2 separate regions of the Mus musculus genome follow, and region 1 is linked to region 2. The links are chromatin contacts, called in public Hi-C maps. All regions are on one chromosome and are shown on one strand. The core of a region is the stretch at or near the end of the contact, and the rest is flanking DNA. Distances in the headings are between cores, read along the strand shown.

Evidence for each region. A called contact is a pair of places that touch in the nucleus more often than the background predicts.
Region 1: a contact with region 2 is called in a Hi-C map of myocytes, with 4 times the contacts expected there. The contact joins two enhancer-like sites. A contact is called at or near these places in 2 of 15 datasets of contacts at CTCF or cohesin (both in the NIH/3T3 cell line), 14 of 484 Hi-C or Micro-C datasets (the C2C12 cell line, MC3T3-E1-derived osteoblasts, brown adipocytes and 7 more), 6 of 115 datasets of contacts at active chromatin or transcription factors (the NIH/3T3 cell line, embryonic fibroblasts, embryonic stem cells and 3 more) and 2 of 9 other capture datasets (adipose tissue and embryonic stem cells).

The regions. Positions count from the first base shown.
Region 1 is chr17:14,669,582-14,674,910 of GRCm38.p6, reverse strand. Thbs2 (thrombospondin 2) reads left to right here. Exons shown (of 22, transcript NM_011581.3): 16 at 747-865; 17 at 1,533-1,767; 18 at 3,411-3,638; 19 at 4,046-4,317; 20 at 4,842-4,939. Among named protein-coding and RNA genes, the nearest start is that of Thbs2, 22 kb to the left of the region's middle. Within about 2 kb of position 2,245, at least 56 of the 459 cell types and tissues checked have an H3K27ac peak or open chromatin away from gene starts, as enhancers often do. A contact at or near this core is called in the C2C12 cell line, fibro-adipogenic progenitors, muscle stem cells and 2 more, where this site is marked.
Region 2 is chr17:14,543,460-14,549,125 of GRCm38.p6, reverse strand. No RefSeq gene overlaps it. Among named protein-coding and RNA genes, the nearest start is that of Gm34916, 24 kb to the right of the region's middle. Within about 2 kb of position 3,170, at least 99 of the 459 cell types and tissues checked have an H3K27ac peak or open chromatin away from gene starts, as enhancers often do. A contact at or near this core is called in the C2C12 cell line, fibro-adipogenic progenitors, muscle stem cells and 2 more, where this site is marked.

The DNA of each region.
Region 1 (5,329 bases), core at 996-3,495, 130 kb before region 2:
TTCTGCATCCAACCTTAGCCTCAGGACAGCCTCGATCACTCTGCCTTCTTGAAGGTTGATGCAGTTAGCAGGCACCTCATGTCTGTCCTAAAGTGGGCTGGTGCCTCTGTTCTGCCAGCTGGGGTGTCAGCTTCTTATACCCTGTCATTTTAAGGGTCCTTTCTGTTCCCCAAAATGGTCTCTTCTTCCTTTGGCTTTATCTTCCTTCAGTTTGCCACTTTATCCTATTATTATTATTATTATTATTATTATTATTATTATTATTATTATTCCTTCCGTACTGTTGGACCTCGTTCCCTATTTTCAGATTTCTAAGACCCTTGCCGATCCATCTGCACCATCACTTCTCTCCCACTGTCTGTGAACAATGAGGAATCATCACCCAGAGGCTCTTGTGTGCCTACAGACTTAACTCACTTTCTGAGATCTCAGTGGGAACAGCCAAAACAGCAAGCGCAGAGGACACACCACACTCACCCTCTTCTGACTGGGCAGCATTGCCCAGAGAATCCCAAACACTCATTATATTTTAGGTTAAGGGAATTGGATTTTTTTTTTTTGAGGCAGGGTCTCACTGGGAATTTGATGTTTAATGGAAAATATTTCATATTCTCTTCAATGAATCTAATAATCTTTAAATTTTTGCCATTTTTCTAGTGAAGGCCTGTATGTTATCCAGTATGCTGGGAAAATGATGCAACTTCTCTAAACTCAGCCTGTGCCTACTTTGTTTCTTTCACCAACAGATGTTTTCAATGAGCGAGACAATTGTCCATATGTCTACAACACTGACCAGAGAGATACGGATGGTGATGGCGTGGGTGACCACTGTGACAATTGTCCTCTGATGCACAACCCAGATCAGGTGATGAGATGTGTCCAAACAGGGCTCTGTGATCCCCAGCTGTTGCCTGGAGATGAGCCTTGAGGGTGACCCATATCCAGAGCAGGGTGTTCCTCATCCTTAAACAGCTTGATAAAGGTGCTCCGGTGTGGTTCTCTTCTGCCCTGCCAAGCATGACAACATAGCTTGCTATAAGCTCAGTTGAAACATCTTACAGAGACCAAATCTAAGCACTTTATATCTAGGTGGCCCCAGGCCAAGGGAGGAAGTGACTTTCCCACACTGTCTGGGGGAAAATTAGTCTCCATGGTTATCCAGAGGCAAACCCAGAACTAGCTACATTTCCAGGCTTGCCTTTGAAAGGGACCTGAAGAGTGTGACTAGGACTATGGTCTGCAGAGTATACAGTAATGGTAGAGAAAGTGGTTCCTATGATACCTGAGTGGTAGTTAGCAATAAGAAGTCCCCTATGAGATGGGGCACTGGCTGGGAAAGCCTGCACCCAGAAGCCTCCAATCCAAGCTCTCTTCTGTGAGGACAGCAAGTGAGCCATCATACCCCATTTTTGTACCTTATCCCCCAGTGCTGGCCTGTACCAAGAGCGGGTGTGTCTCTAGTCTAGTCCCCGAGTCTTCCTGTGCTTCCTCAGGGAGTATTCATGGTGCTCACTTGCTGCTCTGTCCCCCAGATCGATCAGGACAATGATCTCGTTGGAGACCAGTGTGACAACAATGAGGACATAGATGATGACGGCCACCAGAACAACCAAGACAACTGCCCATACATCTCCAACTCCAACCAGGCTGACCATGACAACGACGGCAAGGGCGATGCCTGCGACTCTGATGATGACAATGATGGTGTTCCAGATGACAGGGACAACTGTCGGCTTGTGTTCAACCCAGACCAGGAAGACTCGGACGGTGGGTGCCTTCTTCAGTTCACATGTGCCTTGCAAACCGCACGAGCAGTCCCACAGAGGCAGAACTCCGGTTTGGAAGTTCAAAAATAAGCAGGATGGCTATCTAAGGGTGTTGGGCACAGGGTTGGCTGGTTGTCTGTCTAGCCTGCTGGAAGCTTCAGCTTCTTCATGTGTGTTTAATATTCTACCAATGAGAGAGGTGAGGTTTGTTTGTGAGTGCCAGGAAGAGGAAACCTTTCAGCTTCTGGGTACTTTTGAAAACCTTTGGCAAACACTTTGAAAGAGATAAGGTTCACTGAATGCAGCCAGTGACATGATGGGGAGAGGATTCATAAATAGGGAAGGTGCGACATGGAAGGTCTTGCACATCAGTGGTCTGTAGCTGTGCAGGGGCTGGAGGATGTCACACTCCAGGAAGACCGCAGTCCTGAATAACAAAGTGCACAGCTGCGCTTGCTGATAGGCTGGTCTCTAACTCCCTCCCAATGGGCAGGATGATCCAAGCTCCCTTTGGAACACACTTATCCTGAACAAATGGAGGCCAGGAGTCCTGGGGTGTTGAGCCAATGTGACTCAGAAGCACGTGAAAAGACTGGCCAGGGACCAAGGGCAGCTGCAGCATTCTCCCAGCACAGGAAAGAATGCTTTCAGCAGAGAGCCCCCAGCTTGATGCAGACACTGGTGCAGACAGTGGGAGGTGGCCTTTGGCTCACCTAGGAAGGGGACTGGGAAGAAGAGGCGAGGGGTATTTTTATTACTTTTAAGATGCTGTTGCTGAGGCTGGGGAATAGATTAATTGGTAAAGCACTTGCCTAGTGTGAAAACTCAGCACTACATAGACAAGGCATAGCGATGCGTGCCTATACTCGGGAGGGAGAAGCAAGAGGACCATTAAAAAATCATCCTTGGCTCCATATTGCCAGTTTGAGATGAGCCTGTGCTGAGGTCCTGTCTCAATAAAAGAAAATGCCTGTACATCTAATTATGTTTCCCACAGTGGGGAGGCTACAGTATTGAATACCAGAACTGAAAATTGGTTTGAAGAATGGGGAAATCAAGATATCAATCTAGATACCAAATATGGTTTCTTTTCTTCCTTTTGAAATAAGAGGTCATAGCAGAGTGCCTGGTTAACTCCATCGCCTCTGCCTTGGGGCATCTCACTGTGGCCGAGGACAGGTCAGCTGTAAGATAAGGCATGACCTAGCCCCCTTTGCAGACCAACCTCATTGGGTCTGATCTCCCTAGGGGAAGTCATGTGTGCTGGAAAGGTTCTACTTTAAGTGCCAAATAAATTAAAATGGCTCCAGTTACTGAGAATGACAGTGAGAAGTGAGCTTAGAGAGACATTAGCAGCAGCCAACTCTCTGTTTTCAACTTTGAATGTAGGGAACAGAGCTTGGGCTTATCGCACTATCCTTGGCTGTAGTGTTTGCAGTGAGGATGTTTTTTAAAAGCATCCCTGGGATGCCTTATAGCTTTACAAGCTCAGTGTTTTGGAAGCAGTTGACCCTCAAACCACAATTAATTACAAGGTGCATAGCCTCAAATCTTACAGACTCAGAGGTCTCTGTTTATACACATGAAGGGAAATGCAAACCACCTAACTTGTCCCCCTTGGGTTCATTTCTTCCTTATCCATAGGTGACGGCCGAGGTGACATTTGTAAAGATGACTTTGACAATGATAATGTCCCAGATATTGATGATGTGTGCCCTGAGAACAATGCCATCACTGAGACAGACTTCAGAAACTTCCAGATGGTCCCTCTGGATCCCAAGGGGACCACACAAATTGATCCCAACTGGGTAATTCGTCACCAAGGCAAAGAGCTGGTGCAGACAGCAAACTCAGACCCTGGCATCGCTGTAGGTGAGCCTGAGATCCTGTGGGTAGTTCAGAGAGACCATGTGGTCAGGATTTAGGATAATTTTTCTGGTAGCCTTACCCTTCCTTGGTATGTGGAATAGTCTCCCTTCATAATCTGGTTAAGGGCTCTGGGAAAGCACAGGTTTGCAACTCTCTGACCTATGGAATTTGGTGTTCAGTAAGCCAGCTCATGTTATGGACTCTCTGAAACAATACATGAGACACTGGAGCTTCTGTCACAAAACTGTCAGCTGGGTCACAAGTCCTTTTGCTGCTCTCTCAGCGAAGAGCAGAGGTTATCTAAGCTAATCTAAGCTCTTCAGATCCACGTTTCTGTGAGATGGACTTCTGAAGTTCCCAATGTGCTTTTCTCTGGGCCACCAGACCATCCATGTTTTCTCTGCACTCAGGTTTCGACGAGTTTGGGTCTGTGGACTTCAGTGGCACTTTCTATGTCAACACTGACCGGGATGATGACTACGCTGGCTTTGTCTTTGGCTATCAGTCAAGCAGCCGCTTCTATGTGGTGATGTGGAAGCAGGTGACCCAGACCTACTGGGAAGACAAGCCCAGTCGGGCTTACGGCTACTCTGGTGTGTCACTCAAAGTGGTAAACTCCACGACTGGTACTGGCGAGCACCTGAGGAATGCCCTGTGGCACACGGGAAACACAGAAGGCCAGGTGAGGGACGGGGCAGTTGATGGCCATTTCCAGACAGACCCTGCACTCCTAACCTGTTCCAAAGAGATACCCTTCTGCCCTTAATTTTAATCAAATAGCAATCATTTTAATAGTTGGTGTGGAATACCTACTTTATTGAGCACGAAATGCCCAGTGCTTCTGGTTGGAAAGACTGAACACATGTCCAGTCTTTTGCAGAGACAGGACTTACAGTGTCAGTTTTGTTCATAGCTCCACACCCAAGAAGCAGAAGGTATGAATTCAGATCCATGACTATCTGGGTCAAGTGTTCATGCTCTTAGTGTTAACACACCCAACACTGGACTTAGGTGCACACTGTAGTCTCCCATAGTAGAGTGGATAGTAGGGTAGATGATACAGCATTTGAAAGTAGAACATACAAAATAAAATGTATGTACTAGGGAGGTAGTACAGCAAGTGGAGTATTACTTTGCACAGTCCAGGGCGAGAAGAATGGAAGGGAGGCACATAGCTCACCTTTCAACAATGCTCCTATTCCACAGGTCCGGACTCTATGGCATGACCCCAAAAACATTGGCTGGAAAGACTACACTGCCTACAGGTGGCACCTGATTCACAGGCCTAAGACAGGCTACATGAGGTAAGGGCAGTTGCACATTGTCAGTGGTAGGCTTCATCCCAGTGGGTCGGCTAATCTTTTCCATTAAACAACCAGTCTGCCTTTCCATTGGATGGCCAGATAGATTTTTTTTCATCAAATGGATGGATAGCCTGTTACCCATTGCATAGATAACTTTTCCATTGGATGGACAATGTGCTTTCTCTGTCTACCTTCCTATTGGAGAATATCAATAAGTAACTATGCTGTAATGAGCACTTTTATATTCTTCTCTGGATTCCTTAGTTTTAAATGTCCTTTCTTGTCTATTTTGCATCCTTTCTATACATTACTTACTTTTAAAAACCTGAAAAATAAGCCATGTCTTAAATACTTATTGGCTGATATGCAAACTACCCCACACTCATCTGG
Region 2 (5,666 bases), core at 1,921-4,420:
CATGCCCTAAGGCTTGAATTTATTTTTTAAGGAAGCTTTTGTTTGGTGATATAGCCACATATTATTTTTTAAACTGATGGTTTATGGTGGTGGCAGGAAGAGTATTGGGTTTCATTATGACATTTTCTTATGTGACATTATACGTGTTCAGTTTAACCCCTCCCTCTCCTTGTCCTCCTAGTCCCCTTTGCTAGTCTACTTTTTCCCCACAAGTATTCCTTCCTTTTGCCTTCATGCTGCATACATCCCATTATGCCTCTTTTTTTTTTTGTTTCTAACACATGTTTTGGAGTTTTAATCTTCTTATCTGAGATTCCATGACTGGAGCTAGGAGCCATTGCGTTAGGTGAAGTGCCATGCCCAGGCAGGTGAGTCCTGATCCGACTCATATGTGGTGTCTACAGAAGTTGCTTTGATGGGATTTGGGATTCAAGTAGAGTGGTGGTTACAGGGCCTAGGGAGAACGTCAGAAAGAGCTTCAAGGAACTATGGGAAATGAGAGGACAGCTGTGGAGCATAAGTGGGGGTGAGTCTGGTCACAGGGCCAGGGCACAAATAAGTTAGGGTGTGCCATGGAGTAGTGAGTGCTAAAAAGCTCCAAGAAGGCACTGTTAATGCTCTCAGTAAATACACACAGAGGGAGGAGAGGGGGAGGGAGAGGAGGGGAGGGAGAGGGGGAGGGAGAGGGAGAGAGAGAGGAGGGGAGGGAGAGGGAGAAAAGAATTTGAGAAGACAGAGTACCTATTATATTTGGAGCATTACACAGTATGGACAGGTCTGAAGACACAGTGTCCTATTACCTAAAGAGAAAGCATTTCCTAGAGAACACGATGCTGTCCAGCTGGACTCCTAGACTTGCCCCAGGGTGAGATGGGGAGAAAGTGGCACTTTTTATCCTTTTAAAGTTACAACATCATTGCCCCATAAAACTGGCGAGTGTTTCTGAGAATCAGACTTATACCCAGCAACACTATCTATCGTAATTGAAAAGAAAAGCCTTCCATAATAAAAACAAGCAAAAGGGATTTATAACAACTAAGCCAGCTTTACAAAGGACACTTTACACTGAAAAGGATGAATATGCCCAAGAGGCCACAGAAGAAAGTTAACGCCAGGATAAATCTGCTAAAGGAGTCTAGAGAAAACCACCACAAAGCAACAGCACGACAGAAATTAATGCACATCTCTTAATAACAACTTTGAATATTAATAGTCTCCATTTCCCTCTTAAAAGAAATCACAAGCTTGGATTAAAAATCAGGATCCATCTTTATGCTGCCCATGAGAAACACACCTCACTAGCAAAGACACAGACTTGGGTAAAGAATAGAGAGCTCTACCGCCAATAGACAAGACTAGGAAACAAGCCAGGGTCTCTGTGTTAACATCTGTTGAAATAGACTTCAGATCTAATCTAGTGAGGGAGATAAGGACGTTCATTTCATACTTACTAATGGGAAATCCATCACAAGATTTTATAGTTTAAGACACATACACACCCAGTGGAAAAGCTTCCAGCTTGTCAGAACAAATGCTAAGTGTATAGTCACAGATTAACCCCAATAAAGTAATTGTGAGTGACCTCAACTCCCTACTCTCAATAAGTCATCTGGACAAAACAAAAAGAGTTAAATGGCATTATAAAACATACAGACATCCCTGTGGTGCTTTCTGAGAAATGGATTACGTGCTAGGACATAAAATTTGAAAGCACTTTCTGCATTCTATCTGATCACAGCAAAATAAAAAGGCTGGGTAGCCACAGCAAGGGAGACTACTGGAAGCACACAAATACATGGAAGCTAACCACTGTGGATGACAGCCAGGCCACGAAGAAATCAAGGAGGAAGCAGAAAGGTTCCTAGAATAGAATGAAAGTGAAAACTCAGCATTCCAAAAATTATGTGTCAATAAAAGAAGTCCTGAGAGGAAAGGACTGGCAAACCCTTAGCTATTAACCAAATGAAAAAGATAGGATCCAAACCAAGAAAATTAGAGATGAAAAGAGAAATATAGGGCATGCCATGGAAAATCTGAAATGAACAGACAGTTTTCTAGATTCATATGACCTATGAAAGTTAAAGTACAAAGAAATAAATGATCCAAACAGACCAACATGATTGAAGCAGCAGCAGAAATTAATAATAATAATAATAATAATAATAATAATAATAATAAATATGTCTCCCAACTAAAAAGAACCCAGTGTATTCATCAGCGAATTCTAGCAGATCTTTGAAGAATGACAAATACCAACAAAATAGAAAGGGAAAGAATGCTGCCAAACTCTTTGGAGGAGATCATGATTCCCTAATGTCAAAACCAAACACACACACACACACACACACACACACACACGCACACACACACACACACACACACACACGATTCTAAAGATGAAACAGAAAATTGCCTTAAAGCTTATAAACACGTGCATCAACGTGGCAAGACAAAAATTAATGCAAACACAAATACAGTAACCTTTCTATATATCAATAACAAGCATACTGAAAAACGGAAATAGAGAAGGGGCAGCTTGTACCTACTAGCTCCAGGACCAGTTGTCACTCAAGAACTTTTAAAGACTGTAGATCTTCCAGAGTCAGGAAAGGTTGGATATTGGGAAAATAAAGATCTTGCATGATAGTGAAGTGTACAGCCACAGAAAGCAGACTCTGAGGATGACACACACCTTGATCATTGCCAAGCACAGTAAATGCTGGCTGAGCCGGGCACGAGGGAGCTCAGGCTGTCTTCATAACAAGGAACTGAATGGGTATCTGGGTAGGAGCCAAATTTTCTAGAGCTCTCCAGCAGAGCTGGGGCCATCTGCTTGTCCCCACCCATTGAAACCCGCGTGATTATGTTTGTTTGCATATTTTCCTTCTTAGCCATTCAAGTCGTGGACCAGTAAAGGTTCTAATCAATTCTGGGAAATGTGGAACAATGGCCAGGACAGTCAGAATTCATTACGCAGAAGCCCAGAAGGGAACTCTGAGGTTAGGGTGAGGATCGGCCAGTGTCCCCGTTTCTTCATTTCTCCTAGTGAGTCACAGCTGAGTTATGAACCTGCTTCATCTCGTGCGACAACCATACCGAATACAGAAGTTCCTCACCCACGCTGGGTGGAGGGGTTGGCTCCGAGGTGATTAGTGACCTCACCTAAAACGGATCTGTGGGGTTTCGTATGAGGCCCTCTGGCGCCACCAAGTGGCCAGCCTAGCAGTCCCTCTGGTCACTCTTGCATAATTTGCTGCAGAGTCCCAGTTCCTGATTCCTGATTCTGGATTAAAATGTGAGTTTTGTCATTGCCGGTTCGTTAGATATGCTCATTATCCTCTGCAATCCATCTTTAGGTATACGAATTTCTGGGTGTTAAAATTTTTTTTTTTTTTTTTTTGCAGACAGCACACACTGCTCCAGCAAGCACACAGGCTCTTAGCATTTGGCTGAGCCCCTGAGAATCAATCTATCCTGTCATTGTGCCAACATTCTCCAGTGGGAAAATGTGTGTATCACCTATGGGATCAGGATTCTTTCACATGTGATAATGGAATGGCAATTCACCATAGTTCTGTGTTTGTGGACTGTATGCATGTGCATTCCACAGCACACTTTTGAAAATCAGAGTCCATCTTTGACTTCCACCTTATCTGAGACAGTATCTCTTCTTGTTTGCCATTAATTCCAGCCAACCAGCTCCCTTGTAAGTTTCCAGGAATTCTCCTGTCTCCACCGTAATCTGGTCTAAGAGCATGAGAATTATGGATGTGTGCTACTATACCAGGCTTTACATGAGTTCTGGGCATGAGCATTTAAATTCCAGTTCTCGGGGTCATGTAGAAAGCACTATATCGCCTGAGCCACCTCCACAGCTCTATAAAGTGTTGTCAATGGCTTCTTCTCTGCTTTTATTTCCTGACTATAATGAGGGTTGCAGGCAGGGATCTCCAGTGCACAAGCCAAGGGCTCTTGCACTGAGCTACAGCCCTAGGCACAGTTTTATTTTAATTGAGTTGTAACAACACTCATAGAGAGGCAAGAAGGTAAAGGGTAGAAATCTTCAGAAACCCACTTCACTATCCAGTGATGCAGGATTTGCAGATTGTCCTTGTCCGGTATTCAGCTTTGCACTCTCCCAGCTGCATCTTCTGTGATGCAAAGTCTCTGGCTTTATTAAACTCAAATTTATTATTTTCATCTTTCATGAATCATAAGTTTCCTGCTGAATCTGGTAACATACCTCATTCTGTCTACACAGCTGTGATTCACGTTTTTAGTAGAAGGCTTAAAGTTTCTCATTTCACAGGCAGGTCTATAACATATGGATTAATCGTTGCATATGGTGCATGGTATAGACTTGTTTTTTATTTTTTTGGCATATGAATATGCACTTGCTCCAGCATCATTGTCTGAAAATACTTTTTCTTTACTATAATGACTATGCACCTTTGGTAAAAATCACTTTTCTGTACCTAGATGTGATTCTGTGTTTGGAATACTACCATTTCCTATTGATTTGCCTATTGCTATGGCAACACCACACTGCATCAATCATCAGGAGAACATCACAGTGTATTTGTCTCCATGACAACACCATATGGTTCCTGTCACAGTGACAACACCACACTGTATCATCGTGTAGCTTTGCATTAAAATCTGGTCTTGTGAGGTCTATAATTTTACTGGTTAAATTCCTCGTTTCAAGACATTATTTTCCTCACTCTACAGTCCCTCTCAGAATTGTTGTGGATTCCATATGTTTTTTACTTTTTGGTCTGAATTTCAGATTCAGTTTGTTGGTGTCTGAGGAGAGTTGCTGGAATTTGGCTAAGGACACCTTCCCTTCACAGAGTTTGAGACGATAAAACCCTGCCATCTTTAAAACACTGTGTCTTTAGAGTCAGGCATTTTTTTCCTTATCAGTATTTGATGGTTTTTATTTAGGAATCTTGCGTACTTCACATTATACATGTGCCTTAGCTCTTCAAATATTTTGAAGTGCTAGTACATTTTTAAAAATTTTTTAAATTTTGATGTTCACTATTAAGTATGGGACTATTTTGATTTGTGTATGTTTTTTTTAACATATATGCACAAATATTTGCAATCTTACAGATTTGAGATGTTTCTAACTTTCCAATTTAAGTGTTTAACATTCTAAAATTTCCCCTAAACACTCAATTTCTATTTAGCTAAAATATTTTTAATTTATCAAATATTTTAAAATTACTTTTGTAGTCCCTGGGCTATTTTAAAACTACGGTTTAAATAACACCTATTTATATGTTCTCCAAATATGTAGATTTTTTATTTTCAGTTAATTCCATTATGCCAGAAACGTACTTCATATGCTCCTTAGTATTTTGCCTCTCTTTAGGATTACTTAAACACAGAATAAACATCACCTATATAATAAATAGTCACTATACTTGTGACTATTTCAATTTGGAAAAAAATCTATTCTGCAGCTGTTAGGTGGAGTCTTCTACAAATGCCAGTAATAACTGACTAGTGCTGGCTACAGGAAAAATAAGCAGTGATAAATGGTCTTCTTATATGAGAATATTTTTCTAAAGAATATACAAAATAATACTCAAAATGTTAAGCATGAGACATTATCAAAATGTATCTCATATTGGGATAAAACATTTGCACAGAGAATA